Linked DNA regions of Capra hircus: all the other regions are linked to region 1. A link is a contact called in public Hi-C data. All regions are on one chromosome and are shown on one strand. Each heading gives the region's core, a stretch centred on a gene start, on an enhancer-like site or on the middle of the called end of the contact. The rest is flanking DNA. Distances are from core to core; before and after follow the strand shown.

Evidence for each region. A called contact is a pair of places that touch in the nucleus more often than the background predicts.
Region 2: a contact with region 1 is called in a Hi-C map of liver, with 3 times the contacts expected there. The contact joins two enhancer-like sites. A contact is called at or near these places in 2 of 5 Hi-C or Micro-C datasets (blood and liver).
Region 3: a contact with region 1 is called in a Hi-C map of blood, with 2.1 times the contacts expected there. The contact joins two enhancer-like sites. A contact is called at or near these places in 2 of 5 Hi-C or Micro-C datasets (blood and liver).

The regions. Positions count from the first base shown.
Region 1 is chr22:55,977,559-55,982,427 of ARS1.2, forward strand. All of the region lies in intron 5 of TMCC1 (transmembrane and coiled-coil domains protein 1), which reads left to right. Among named protein-coding and RNA genes, the nearest start is that of TMCC1, 51 kb to the left of the region's middle. Within about 2 kb of position 2,808, at least 1 of the 5 cell types and tissues checked has an H3K27ac peak or open chromatin away from gene starts, as enhancers often do.
Region 2 is chr22:56,095,278-56,100,146 of ARS1.2, forward strand. No RefSeq gene overlaps it. Among named protein-coding and RNA genes, the nearest start is that of PLXND1, 19 kb to the right of the region's middle. Within about 2 kb of position 2,709, at least 2 of the 5 cell types and tissues checked have an H3K27ac peak or open chromatin away from gene starts, as enhancers often do.
Region 3 is chr22:55,911,076-55,915,944 of ARS1.2, forward strand. No RefSeq gene overlaps it. Among named protein-coding and RNA genes, the nearest start is that of TMCC1, 16 kb to the right of the region's middle. Within about 2 kb of position 2,381, at least 2 of the 5 cell types and tissues checked have an H3K27ac peak or open chromatin away from gene starts, as enhancers often do.

The sequences.
Region 1 (4,869 bases), core at 1,558-4,057:
GGCTGGCTCTCTACTCAGACGGATGAAGTAACTCCAGGGTAGGAGCTCACGTTCCCCGCCTGATTGTCCAGGGAATAGCAAGACCAGTGTGGAAAGCTGAGTGACGGGGGACAGTAGTACAGGATGGCCTCAGAGAGGCCGCAAGGGGCCAGCCTGGGGAGGGCTTCATAGTGATATCTCAGTGTAGACACTCTTCCGTTTTATCTGTATAAAATACCGTGGGATGGGAGACATTTCCCCCCTGTGTTTGTTTGCTCGGTAATTGTTCAGTAATTGTTCCACTGAGTGTTAGACCTACCATTGTTTTAGGTTAGGGATCTGCACACTTTTTCTGTAAGTAGTCATTGATTGTAAGTATTTTCCACCATCTGGTCTGTCTTGCAACTACTCAGTTGTGTCGGAGCATGAAATCAGTCACCCATAATATGTAAATGAACGGGCAGGCTGGGGTTTGACTGGTGAACAGCGTCTGGGCCTCGGCCCATACTTTGCCCACCACAGTCTTAGGCGCTGAGAATACATGAGTGAATCAAACAAACGAAAATACTCGCACTGGAGAAGTTTAGGAGAAGGTAAGCAAAACATATAAGTAAAGTGCACAATGTGACCGTTGCATAAGAAGATAAAGATTCCTAGGGAGGGAAGTTTTAAGCAGAGTGGTCGGGGAAGACCTCACTAATAAACAAGCAAAGACCTGGAGGATGCGAGGAAGCAGACCAAACCTCTGAAGGGAGACCTGGGGGAACAGCAAAGGGTAAGGTCCCAAAGGCCTGTACTGTGAGGAAATGTTACGGAAGTTGGATTTTTTTGGCATTGTTAAAGGGGAGAACATGATAATGCACGTCAAGGCCGTTAGCTGTAGCCACCTGTCTGCCGTGCCTGATGGGTGAGGAGCAATACTTGAAACGTTTCTTACTAATGAGAGTTTAATCTGTATGTCTTATTTAAACTTAGGTTGCATGGTCTAAGTGTTCAGTTCAGTTCAGTCGCTCAGTCATGTCCAGCCCTTTGTGACCCCATGAATCGCAGCACACCAGGCCTCCCTGTCCATCACCATCTCCCGGGGTTCACTCAAACTCACGTCCATTGAGTCAGGGATGCCATCCAGCCATCTCACCCTCTGTCGTCCCCTTTTCCTCCTGCCCCCAATTCCTCCCAGCATCAGAGTCTTCTCCAATGAATCGACTCTTCGCATGAGGTGGCCAAAGTACTGGAGTTTCAGCTTTAGCATCATTCCTTCCAAAGAAATCCCAGGACTAATCTCCTTTAGAATGGACTGGTTGGATCTCCTTGCAGTCTCAAGAGTCTTCTCCAACACCACAGCTTAAAAGCATCAATTCTTCGGCACTCAGCTTTCTTTACAATCCAACTCTAGCATCCATACATGACCACTGGAAAAACCATAGCCTTAACTAAACGGACCTTTGTTGGCAAAGTAATGTCTCTGCTTTTCGATATGCTGTCTAGGTTGGCCATAACTTTTCTTCCAAGGAGTAAGTGTCTTTTAATTTCATGGCTGCAGTCACCTTCTGCAGTGATTTTGGAGCCCAAAAAGATAAAGTCTGACACTGTTTCCACTGTTTCCCCATCTATTTGCCATGAAGTGATGGGATCAGATGCCATGATCTTCGTTTTCTGAATGTTGAGCTTTAAGCCAACTTTTTCACTCTCCTCTTTCACTTTCATCAAGAGGCTTTTTAGTTCCTCTTCACTTTCTGCCATAAGGGTGGTGTTAGTACTTTTCAAAAAAACGAAATTGAACCAAGTCAAGAGCTTACTGACTTTATTTGACAATTCATGAATTGGGCAGCATTCAGTCTGAGCAAATAGAAACGAACTCTGAAGAGCTGTACAGAATAAAAGACTTCTAGGCAGAAGGGAGCAGGAACAGGAAGTTACAAAAAGTGTGTTGGTTATTGCTAGGTTACTCTCCTTACAGAGGATGGCAAGGGTTACGTGCTGCTGCTGCTGCTGCTGCTGCTAAGTCGCTTCAGTCGTGTCCGACTCTGTGTGACCCCATAGACGGCAGCCCAGAGGCTCCCCCGTCCCTGGGATTCTCCAGGCAAGAACACTGGAGTGGGTTGCCATTTCCTTCTCCAATGCATGAAAGTGAAAAGTGAAAGTGAAGTCGCTCAGTCGTGTCGGACTCTTAGCGACCCCATGGACTGCAGCCTACCAGGCTCCTCTGTCCATGGGATTTTTCCAGGCAAGAGTACTGGAGTGGGGTGCCATTGCCTTCTCCGGCAAGGGTTACCTAACTAGTGCTAATCAGCAGTTCCTGGTTGGCTGGTTTGGGTCCATTTCTGGGAGAGGCAAAAAACTGTAATTTAGTTCTCAGTTTGATGATGTGAGAATTAGCATAAGAGACTCCATTTGGGGCCTACTGTGTTTTGTTTTGTTTTTAAATAAACTTACTGTGTTTATATGTAGCTTTTAAAATAGTCATGTCCAGTGGCCTTGTCAAAGGTGTAGACTAAAACCCATTCTTTCTCATTCAGTAACAAATAGCTTGTAGACTTAGAGTATGTGGATTTCCCAGGGTTTATAAATAAGGAACACTACCCTCCACAGTAAATTACTGCAGGATGGCATTCTACTCTGTTCAAATGAAAGGGAGGTTTGTAAGATTGAGTTAATTGAGCTGTGTGCAAAACCAGAAAGCCTAGGTATAATGTTCTTCCAAAGGGGAAAGAAACGAGGTGATGGGAAGGATAATTCCTGTTGCTGACCACAAGGTGGTACCCCTAGACCAGGAGAAGTAGGCGGAAGTGAGGAGATGACTCCTACTGTGACAGGCCATTAACAATGAAGGAATTATACCTTGAGAAGTCACTAGCTCAGGGAATTGTTAGGATATGGGCTGGATTGAGTAGTGACTATCATACGTAGTAGTAGGCGCTCTTTTAAAGTACTGAACTGAGTTGGTAACTGTGGAAATGGAATTGACGATAGAAGAGTGGGTAGAATTTACTGACAATGTTAGAATTAAAAATAGAGATACTGTTGTGTGGCCGAAACCAGCACAAATTGTAAAGCAATTATCCTCCAATTAAATAAATAAATAAATAAATAAATAAATAAAGTGAATTCCCTGGTGGTCCAGTGGCTGGAACTCCAGGCTTGCAATGCAGTGGGGTCTGGGTTCAATCCCGGGTTGGGGAACTGGATCCCATACGCTGTAGCCAAAGATCCCATATGCCACAGCTGAGACCCAGTGCAGCCAAATAAGTGAGTAAATAAATACTTTTTAAAATAATTAAAGATAAAATTGAAAGTCCTAAAGTCTGCTTGGGAGAACTAGTAAAATAATGTCTATTTTCCTAAAAACAAAAACATTGAAAATTGTATTTTTAAAATTAAAACCAATAGAGATCTTTCTCATTTGTGTATTTCGTGTCAGTTTGGTAGCTGATACTATCAAGGAAATGATATCATCAAAGAAATGATACGGAATGGAAAAGTAGGGATAAATCAGAGATGAAGTTGTGTTTTCAGTTGTTCTGTAGTAAAGGTACTTTATAGAACAAAACTCGTATGCCAAAGGAAGTAACTTTTAGGCTTATTGACCCTAACTCAGAGGTCTAGAATGTGTGAAATGAAATGTGTGAAATGAAATGTATGAAATGAAACTTCCCAACCCAGGGATCGAACCCAGGTCTCCCTCTTTGCAGGTGGATTCTTTACCAGCTGAGCCACAAGGAGGTCCAGAATGTGTATGTTTGTTTTAATGCAGTATGTTTCTGTGGTGACCCACAAGATACCTTTATTATCCTTAATGGTCTTACGCTGAATTTTAATGTGATTTTCCTAAGAGTGGATTTGAAGGTGTAGCTAGGATGTTCTTGACCTTGGTAGACTTACCATGCACAGTTATCATCATAAGGATGCCTCTCCAAGTTCTGTTTGGTTTTGTTTTTAACATCTGAGTTGTATTCCTTCTGTGATGAAGGCTCAACATAATGCAAAGGCAAGTTTACTCTTTAAGTTAAATTTAACCTCCTTTTCCTTTATATTAAAAAATATATAGAGACTTTAGAGTAATTAGACCTCTAAAGGAACATAGTATGTACCTATACCTTCTGCTTTCCCCTTTTATTCACAGAGGATTTGAGTACTTTATCAGTAGCCTTCAATCTTAAGAGGGAGGGAGAATTTTGGCCCCCAAAGTCCACTACTGCTTTTTATTTTTTTTAAATCCAGAACATTGTTACAAGAATTTGTCTTGTGACTGTTAGCTTCCCAAAGACTCATAGGTAGATAAATAGAAGGCCAGACCAGGATCATGTATGATAGAAGATAATTACTAGAACAGATTGTGATCATAATGCTGCATTATATGTAAAGAAAGGTAGGCAGCTTTGGCAGTTAGCACAGTATTGGGCTTTAGTAAGTATTTGTTAATATTTGACTTGTTTTGATGTTACATCATCGTGACCTGTGATTTCATCAGTCAATGGGAGGTGACCAGATTTCATACTTCAGGATCAGCATATATTTATTAGGCATTAGTGTCTCATTTTATGTATGGTTTGACTTTGAAAGCATCTTGTTTCCTAAATAGAATCCTTTAAGATATGCAAAAAATGTTTGATTTCAAAAATCAGTCTTGGAGAGATCTCTTTGTAAAAAGAATTAGCAAGGATTTATTGGTTTATATATTACAAAAATGTATCTTTAGCCAAAGATCAAGTAAAATTTTTGTTGGTGGTAGTTTAGTCGCAAAGTTGTGTCCGATTCTCGTGACCCCGTGGACTGTAGCTCACCAGACTCCTTTGTCCATGGAGTTTCCCCGGCAAGAATACTGGAGTAGGTTGCCATTTCCTCCTCCAGGAGATCTTCCCAACCCAGGTCTCCTGCATTGCAGGTGGA
Region 2 (4,869 bases), core at 1,459-3,958, 120 kb after region 1:
GGGACAAGTACCCAGAGGAGCCTGCGTCTGCAGGGAGCCCGGCCTGACACTTCAGAGCCAGCTGCCTGGACCCACCCATCGGAGAACTGCAAACTGCTTAGCTGGCAGCCCCTGGGAAAGAATTCCGAAACACCGCACCCTCTTACACGTTCAAAAATTGACATCGACGATGTCGAAGCCAAAGTGGGGGCACAGGGTTTACTTTTCGGGACATGTTAAATGTTGACACTGTAAGCTTGAGCTGTTTGATCACTCCACGGTACACATCCCATGAAGCTGAAGAGCGTAGTGGCCCCGTGTACACTCGTGTAGACAGCACACAAACCAGCTCCTCTGTATTAATGAGAATTCGTGTCAGTTTCTCTGAAACTTGTCTTCAGTTCGATTCCTCTCACAAAGTTTTAGCCCAGCGTAATTTATTCTTGGGGCTTCCCTGGTGGCTCAGTGGTAAAGAACCCACCTGCCAATGCAGGAGACGCAGGTTTGATCCCTGGGTCAGGAAGATCCCCTGGAGAAGGAAATGGCACCTCACTCCAGTACTCTTGCCTGGAGAATCCCATGGACAGAGGAGCCTGGTGGGCTGCAGTCCATGGGGTCGCAGAGTCAGACACCACTTAGCGACTGAACAACAACATACACTTTAAAAATATATTTATTTATTCAACTTTGCTGGGCCTTAGCTGTGGCATGTGGGATCTGGTTCCCTGACCAGGGACTGAACCTGGGCCCCTTGCATTGGGAGTGCAGCGTCTTAACCACTGGACCCCCAGAGAAGTCCTCAACAGTATATTCTCATGCCTGAAAGTCACTTGCTGATCATACCATCTTCTGCGACAACAACCGGTTTCAAATTTTTAAAAATTTTCTGTGCTCCTAAGTTACTAAGTGCAAACTGTTATTCTGCAAAGGTATGATTACAAATACTAGTACATGACTGATCAAAACTATAAATATTATAAGTTTTGATAGATACTGATGACACAAAGTATTATTTCACATGACATTTGTAATGGTTTAACTGGATTTCCCGTCTTGTGTACCAGTGGAGAAGTATCTACAGCTCCGTCTCTTCTTCATTCTTATTTTTACGGCTGTAAGCACTCAGAAATCTTGTCACATAAATAAGGAACAGAAAAGGAAGGAGTCCTGGGGGAACGTTAACCATGTTCCCTCCGTTTGCGTTTTACACCGGAAGTCAATAGTAATCCATCAGAAAGAGTTATTTTTTGTTGCCACCTGGTGACTGGCATTATTATGTGTGCATGATTCCATTTTTCTTAATAAAAGTTAAAGACATGATTACTCTCTGTTAGTTGACAAAAGGATTGGGTTCTCCTGCCATTTTGCTGCAAGCAAGAAATGGAAGCCACTGGACCGGCCAAAGGATTTATCTCCCAGTGCTGGCAGCCCTTAGAGCCTTTCTCCCTCTCCAGACCCAGCACAGGACTTCCCCTGGCCTTGCCAGCTGGGGGCATTTGCCATTGTTTCCCAAAGCAAGAAGCTGTTTCCTCAAGGAGTCATTTGAAACCCTTGGTGAATGGCTGGGGAGCAGCCCTTGGCCAAAGGACCTGCACAAATGGGTTCAGGCCAGGAAGAATGAAAAAGAAAGACTCCATCTCAGGCTGTAAGTGCATTCTCTGGCCCGCTCCGCCTCTCCCACACACCCTGCCCAGAATCTGCTACCTTGCAGTAGAGAAGACCTGAGTGGGACCTGCCCCGGGGACGTGTGGTTAAGGAGGGTGAGGCTGCAACTCTTCACATGCATCTTTTTCAAATACTTCAGCCTGAGAAGGCTTAGTGAATGCATTTCATTTAACATAAAAACAAACAACTAAATGTGATCCGGGATTTGGAATGCAGATGGGGTACGGGAATGCTATAAAAGGCCTCGTTGGGACAACTGGCAATATTTGAATAATATTTTGCCGAGTATATAAGTCTTGCATCACCATTACATCGCCTGATCTTGAAAGCCCTACTGCGGTTGTGTAATAGGATGTCCTTGTTCTTGGGAAACACACACTGAAGGATTTAGGGTTCAAGGGGCAGCACGACTGCAATTTACTCTCCCCATGCTTGGGGGAGAACTTGAATATACATAGAGGGGGGTCCGAATGCTAACACTTGATGAATCTTAGTTAAGAAAGTCCTAGAGTCCTCTGTACGAGTCTCAGAATTTTTCCGTAACTTCAAAAACGATTCAGAAAAAGACTCTGGCGCTTCAAGCCCGGTCTCTGTTGCCGCCTAGCGGCTACTGAGGGGATCGCACCCTCCCTGGCGAAGACGTTTAAACTCCCGGCCTCCGGCAGCGGCTCCCGGCGGATCAGAGATTCCCGCCCAGGGCATCCATCCCTGGCTGGGCAGGTTTGATTTTCCAATCCTAGGTCCATCCGCCATCTGTGAACCATTGCAGGCGCCTTTCTTGTGCAACCAAGGTGAGGTCACGGTAATGTTGGTTGGAGAGGAGTCAGTTTCAGAGCGTCTTCCAACCCAGATGCTTTCTGCAACCAGGGAAAGCGAGGCCGGGAGAGGGAACGTCGTCGTCGAGCATAGCTGGAAACGAAGCCTTCCTGACTTCTCTGTTCTCAGCAAACTGCCGGCCCGTCTCTTCATCGAGTTTGACTCAGATGCAGCCCCTAAACTCTGGGCTCCCACGAGTCGGCTCTCTGACTTCACTCCCTCCCACCAGGCGCCTCCGCCAGCCGGCCTCGTACGGGGTCTCGGTCCACACGGCTCCTCTGCCCCGACTGCGCCCCACCCCGTCCCCCCGGGCTGCCTCTTTCTCCCGTGCTTTCTGCCAGGACGTCACCTGCTCAGAGCCTCCGGTGACCACCCCTCTCGTTGAGCCTTCCCTCACCGGTCTCCCAGCTTGTGCAACCGTGCAGTCACCTACTTGTCGTCTAAACGATGCTCTGCGCCCCCTCTGCCCCCGCCCCACACTGGAATGGGAGCCCCCTGCAGACGAGACCCTCTCTGGTTTCCCTCGTTCAAAGCGGGGGCGCTGGCAAGGACAGCGAGGTTTGCCCCGTCTCCCTGATTCCCCAGCTTTGCAGCCACGTGACCCTCGGCGAGGGACTGTCTCCTGCCACCCCACCCACCCACCCGCCAGCGGCGTCTGTGATTTCGGAGGGGCCCAAAGCCCCAAGGGGAAGGGGGAGCGGGTGGCGGAGTGACCTCTGGGGACGGCGCGGCGGGGCGCGCGGGGCTCGGTCCCCGGCGCTGGCCTCCCTCCTGCAAACGAGGAGGGGAGGACACGGGCAAGGGGAGGCGCCACTGCGCGACCCGGGGGACCCCCAGCCCCGGGCCCGCGGAGGGTCCCTCCCCCGGGACAATGTGGGGCGGGGCCGGAGCGGACGTGCGGACAATGGCCCTCGCCCACCCGGCGCCGCTTCCGGCCTTTCACCAGCCCCGGCGGGCGGGAGCGGGCACCGGGGAGGCCGGCGCGGCTCTCGGGGCCACGCGTCCCGGCCCGGGAGGGACTAGGCGGCACCCGCGCGTGGAGACTTCCGCGGCCCGCACGACTGCGGCGCCCTAGGAGATGAGTACCCCCCTGCCCCGTCCCGCAAGTGGCCGACAAGGGGAGTGGTGGCTTTAAAAAAAAAAAAGGTTTTGCTTTGTTTTTTTATTATCGAGATATAATTTAGCTAGAGGGAAATGGACAGATGTCAAACGTGAATGTTTACAGGGTTATACCCTGGAGAAGGAAATGGCCACCTAGCCCAGTATTCTTGCCTGGGAAATCCCATGGACAGAGGAGGCTGGGGGGACTACAGTCCATGGGGCCCCTAAGAGAATGAGCGACTGAAAAACGACAACTATCCTTATTCATGAGGGCTCCACCTTCACGACTACTCACGCTGCGAAAGATCCCCCCTCCTAATGCAATCACATTGTGGATTAGGACTTAACAGATGAATTTGAGAGGGGGACCGCGTTTGACCCACGGCAGAGCCTCCGGAAGAGTCATTGAAAAACAAATGAGGAAAGAGGGGAATGAACACAGGTGCTGTCCAGAAGCCCAGGATGTGGGAGGCAGGCAGCAATCTCATGCATCCTGCAGGCAGGCAGGCCCTGCTCAGGCCATGCTGCGGAGCCACCTCCTGAACCTGGGCGGCACCTGGAGGCCCCGCCCTGCCTCCCTTGTGCTCTGAGTTTTGGAAGATGGGGAGGTGGGGCTAGGAGGAGCCTGCCTCCCAGTGTTCAGCAGGTCTTCGTTGCACATGTGCTGTGTGCGGGCCACTCTGGCACAAAGCACCAGCCACTGCCCTGGTGGAGGTGCCAGTCCGTCAGGAGAGGTGGTTGACAGCCCCGATGAGCCGATGAGCCGGGAGCGCCCCTGTGGAGGGGGCCGTGGCAGCAGACATTCGAGTGATGAGAAGGCAGCAGCCCCGGGGGAAGGGCGTAAGAGGCAGAGGGAACAGCAAGGGCCAAGGCCGGGGGCTGAGAGAATGGCAGGTGGACTGAAGAGAGAGCGCAGGGGCAGCAGGAGGGGTCAGGACCGGCCAGGGCGCCAGGGGAGAGGGCACCTTGGTTGGCTTCGGGGGCAGAGACAGAGTACCACCGCATGGCAACAGAAATTTCTTTTCCTGCAGTTCTGGAGGCTGGAGTGCTTCCCTGATGGCTCACACAGAAAACCATCTGCCTGCAACTGGACCCCTGGGTCAGGAGGATCCCGTGGAGAAGGGAATGGCTTACCCACGCCAGTATCCTTGCCTGGGAAAGCCCACGGGCAGAGGAGCCTGGCGGGCTACAGCCCATGGCGTCGCAAAGAGCCCCACCGGGCTCACTGGAGGCCACAAGTCCAAGGTCAAGGCGTCAGCGGGTTTGCCTTCCCCTGACGTCTCTCTCCTTGGCCTGCAGATGGCCCCC
Region 3 (4,869 bases), core at 1,131-3,630, 67 kb before region 1:
AGAACTGATGCTTCCGAACTGTGGTGTTGGAGAAGACTCTCGACAGTCTCTTGGACTGCAAGGAGATCAAATCAGTCAATCTCAAAGGAAATCAGTCCCGAGTATTCATTGGAAGGACTGAAGCTGAAGCTGAAGCTCCAATACTTTGGCTACCTGATATGAAGAACTTACTCACTGGAAAAGACCCTGATGCTGGGCAAAATTGAAAGCAAGAGGAGAAGAGGATGACAGGGGGTGAGATAGTTGGATGGCATCAGAGACTCGATGAACATGAGTTTGAGCAAGCTCCCAGGGGGTTGGTGACGGACAGGGAAGCCTGGCGTGCTGCAGTCCATGGGGTCACAAAGAGTCAGACACGACTGAGCGACTGAACTGAGCTGATGAAAAGGTCTGAAGTACCAACATTTACTACTACACAGATGAACCTTGCAATCATGCTAAAGTGAAATGAGCCAGATAAAAAAGAACAAATATTATATGATTCCAATTATATGAGGTACCTAGAGTGGTAAATTCATAGAGTGGAAAGCAGATTAGTGGTTCCTAGATTCAGAGAGGAGGGGATAATAGAAAGTCATTGCTTACTGCTTACGTAAAGCAGTACTTCAGGCTGAAATGAAAGGACACTCAAGAGTAACTCAAATCGACAGGAAGAAATAAAGAGCACCAGCATAAAGGCATCTACCTAGGTAATTCTAGAAGATAGCATAAATACATTCTTTGGTGTATAGCTCTTTTTTCTTTTGTTTAATTTTTAAACAAAAAGTGGGTAAGCTTATAACACATGAAGATATCATTTGTGTGGCCATAGGAGGACGAAGAAGGGGAGGGAACAGAACCTTAAAGGAGCCCTGGGCACATCGGTCATCATCTCAGCCCCCAAAGCCTGGTTCAGGCCCTGGCTCCCGAGTCAGTCATCTGACCTTTATTGGTCGCTCACTCTGGGGGATCTAGTGGTGGCCAAGAGAGACCCAGTGGTCCCTGCCTTTGCACACAGAGCTCCTGGCCCCAAAAGACAGGTGAGAAGGAGTTTTTCAGCGTCTGCTCAGAGCAGAGGGACTGGGTCCTGCTTGTGAGTTTTAGAGGAATTTTGTCAGGCTCTGGCATTAGGGCTTCCCTGGGGGCTCAGATGATGAAGAATCTGCCCGCAATCAGCAGACCCAGGTTCAATCCCTGGGTAGAGAAGATCCCTGGAGAAGGGAACACTGCCCACTGCAGTATTCTTGCCTGGAGAGTCCCATTGACAGAGGAGTCTGGCAGGCCATGGCCTGTGGGGTCACAAAGAGTCAGACTTCCACTTTCTTTCACTTTTGGCTTCAGGGAGAGAGTTCCAGGTATGAGGCAACCTTCCATTTTCTGCACCGCACTTTCCTCCTTGTTTCTGCTGCCCCTCCTCGACCTCTGCTCTTTCAATTGGTTGTTCATTATGCGAAGCCTCCGCTCTCACCTTGACCTGGGAGCTAGGGGTGGAGGATGGGGCGGTGGGGCAGGAAAGTTGTGAGAGTGTGGCATGGGAAAGGGGGGTGGCACTAGAATCGGCGCGTGCAGAGCTCTCACCATCTACCCCCAAGCCAGTGCTCCTGCTTGCCCTCCTGTCCAGATACACACACAGCTCTCCTTGCAAAAATTCAGCAGTAGAAACTGTTCTTACCCCTGCACATATAATTGTGTGTGTACGCGTGCGTGTAACAGGATGCTAAACTGCAGCTTCCTACTCAGTCACCAAGATAAAATGGATAAGGCATTCCAGGCCACGATGCAAATGGTCAGAGGAAATTAACAAAAACCCACTGTAAGACCTTAGAAGGTTTTCCAAGCATTGAGGATCTCATGATCTAGTTATTGGAGATTAAATAAATTTCTGAGTGGTTAGTGGCTCAATTGTGTCTGACTCTTTGAGACCTTGGACTATAGCCTGCCAGGTCCCTCTGTCCATGGGTTTCTCAAGGCGAGAATACTGGAGTGGGTTGCCATTCCCTTCTCCAGGGGATCTTCCCAACCCAGGGATCAAAGCCGGGTCTCCTGCATTGCAGGCAGATTCTTTACCCTCTGAGCCACCAGAGAAGCCCAAATCTGTGACAGCCCTCATATAGAAGGGAGGAATCGTGGCCCCAGCGCTCTGCCAGTGCAAGGAGGTGGCAGTTGTGAGAGACTGGGGTTTTTCTTGGTTTGCTGCTCTGGCTGGGGCCTGGCCTGGGAAGTGAGAAGTTCCTCGACTCTGGGAAGAGAACAAGGGGTTGTGATGGCATGGTCTCTCACTACAATCAGAGGCCAAGAGCTCAGGAAAGGAGCAGCCAGCAGGGGCCCCCAGGGCAGGGCTCTCGAGGGCAAGAGCCAGCCAGGGCAGGTGTGGGCTGACTCCTTCCAGCTTTCCTTTCACTCCCTTAGGGTTTCACAAGACTGTGTGAGGGCCCCAGGCTGCACTCTGTTTACTCAGAGGAATCAGGTGAGAAGCAGTGTGGGGAGGGGGAAGGTTCTAGAACAACCAGCCGGGCAGCCTGACGCAGCAGGTCAGAGGCAGCTGATGGATGGGGTGGACAAGCAGTTAATCTGTGAATAATGACTCTGGGACCACAGCCTCCCACGGCGAGTGGGTGACATTAGAGGTCGTGGCGGGGCATGGCTGGGGGATTTAGGAGGCGACTTCAGAAGGGAGGCGCCTGATGTTCGGGAGCCTGAAAGGGATCAGACTTTGGAGAAGAGGCAGACAGTGGAGCGTCACGAGGGCAGGGGTTCTCTGCAGCCAGACTGCCCGGGGGTGAGTCCCAGGGATGCTGGAGGTTGATCCATCTCTCTCTGTGATCTCGGCTGTCAAAGTGAGGGTGTATGAGGATTAAATGAGTGGGTGCTGGGAAGTGCTGAGAGGAAAGCCCGGGAGGTATGTGTTTATGAAATAAATAACGGTGCTGAGTGAGGGGGGAGATGGGGGCTGTGTGGTCAGATTACAGACAGTTCCTGTGAGGCACACTGAAGATTCTCCCCAGGCCCTTCGCAAAGAGGGGTGAAGGCAGGTTCACGGGTTTTGAGGGCAGATGGAAGGAGATTCCTGGTCCCAAATGAGGTTTCTGCAGGAGTGAGAGGCTCCCTCCTCAAACCCACTCTGGGTCCTGACCTTACTCCCAGGGCTGAGAGAAGAGGGAGGGAAGGGGAAAAAAAAAAACAACCAAAGGCTGTTTAGCTTTCTCTCAAAGCCTTTCCTTCCCTTTGGTAGCATTGTGAGGGCCAAGCAGAGGTCATTCCATTTCTGTTTCTCTAATCTGCTTCCAGCCCAGCGGCAGGCGCACAGAGGCCTAAAATTCCTGTCAGCCGCCAGGTTGGATCCTGTCAGACTCTGGCCCCCAGGGCCGCTAGGCCTCTGCTCACTAGGCGGGCACTCCGTGCGGGCCTCACTCACTGGCATCCCCTGCCCACTCTGAAGTCTGGAGGTGGCATTCAAAGGGACAGAGCCTGAGAGCTGGGGCTAGTAGGGGGGCAGGGGGTCTCCTTAAGAGGGGCTGAGGCCCAGCCAATGGCCTCAGGATCCTGGGACGGGCCAGGGTCTCTGCGGTTGTCTTGACTGGCCCTCCCTTTTGGATAGCTGTGGACACTGAGTCCCAGAAAGGGGAGGTTTTGTGGTTTTCTGAGCTGCACTGCTTCCCCTCCCCGGCTTCAGCCAACTTTATTCAGAAACTGTTATCTTCCAGAAAAACTTCTAAAGATCCTGAGAAGGAAAGGCCCCAGACTGCTGGAGTTCAAAGTCCTGGCCGCAGTCTCCCAGGAGAGGTGGGCCCTTGCTTATCGTCGTTGAGGCCTGCCCCAAGGCCGCAGGTGCGAGGCCTCGCACTAAGGCCACAGAAGCAGAGCCCAGAACCAAGGTCACCTCTGAAGCTGACGGAGCCCCTTTGTAACTGCTGGTCATCGCTCACAAGCTTCCAGACTCCCAGTCAGGCAGCGATGCCCGCTCCAGTAAACACCCTATAGTGCCCCAACCGATCGCCTAACACCAGCTGTCCAGCAGGAATTTTCTTTGTCTTCAGGCTCTAAAACTGGCTATTAACCCATGAAAACTGTTGACTCCCCCTGGTCTGTCAGGCGTTGTTGGCCCACTGTGCCTGTACTGCCCACTTTATCTCTCTGCTCTTGGCTCTTCATAAACTCACTCCCTTCTGAAATGCTCTGTGTCTGGAAATTCTTTTCCAGCTTGCTCTTGGACTGCCTCATCACCCATCCCTGGCCTCTGGGCCTCAGTTCCTCCAGGTGCAGGTGAAGGGCGAGGCCCTGGGGGTTCTGTAAAGATGTGAGAGAGGGTGGCAGGGAAGCTGGGGTGGGGGTGGGTCTCTGGGAATCAGCCCCACATCACCTGCTCACCTGGCAAACCTCAGCCCATCCATTAAGCCACAATCCAGGCACTGTCTCCTCCTGGAAGCCTTCCAGACCTGTCCCCAACCTGCCTAAAAGCCTCCTCCGGGTGGCCACAGATTACAAGCTATCTCCTATCTCCTCCTATCACAAGCTATCAAAGGAGTACCTTTGTAATAGGAGATATTACAAAGGTGCCTACCTTTGTAATTGTCTACACACTTGTTTACCTGTCATCAAAGAATAAGTAAGTGAAGCCGCTCAGTCGTGTCCGACTCTTTGCGACCCCATGGACTGTAGCCTACCAGGCTCCTCTGTCCATGGGATTTTCCAGGCAATAGTACTGGAGTGGATTGCCATTTCCTGCTCCAGGGGGTCTTCCCTACCCAGGGATCGAACCCAGGTCTCCCTCATTAAGCCACCAGGGAAGTCATCTGAATACCTGAGTTGAAATTTTAGTTCTGTTACTTCCCAGCTGTGTGACCTGAAGCAAGTGACCTAACCTCTCTGTGCTTCAGTTGCTACACCCCT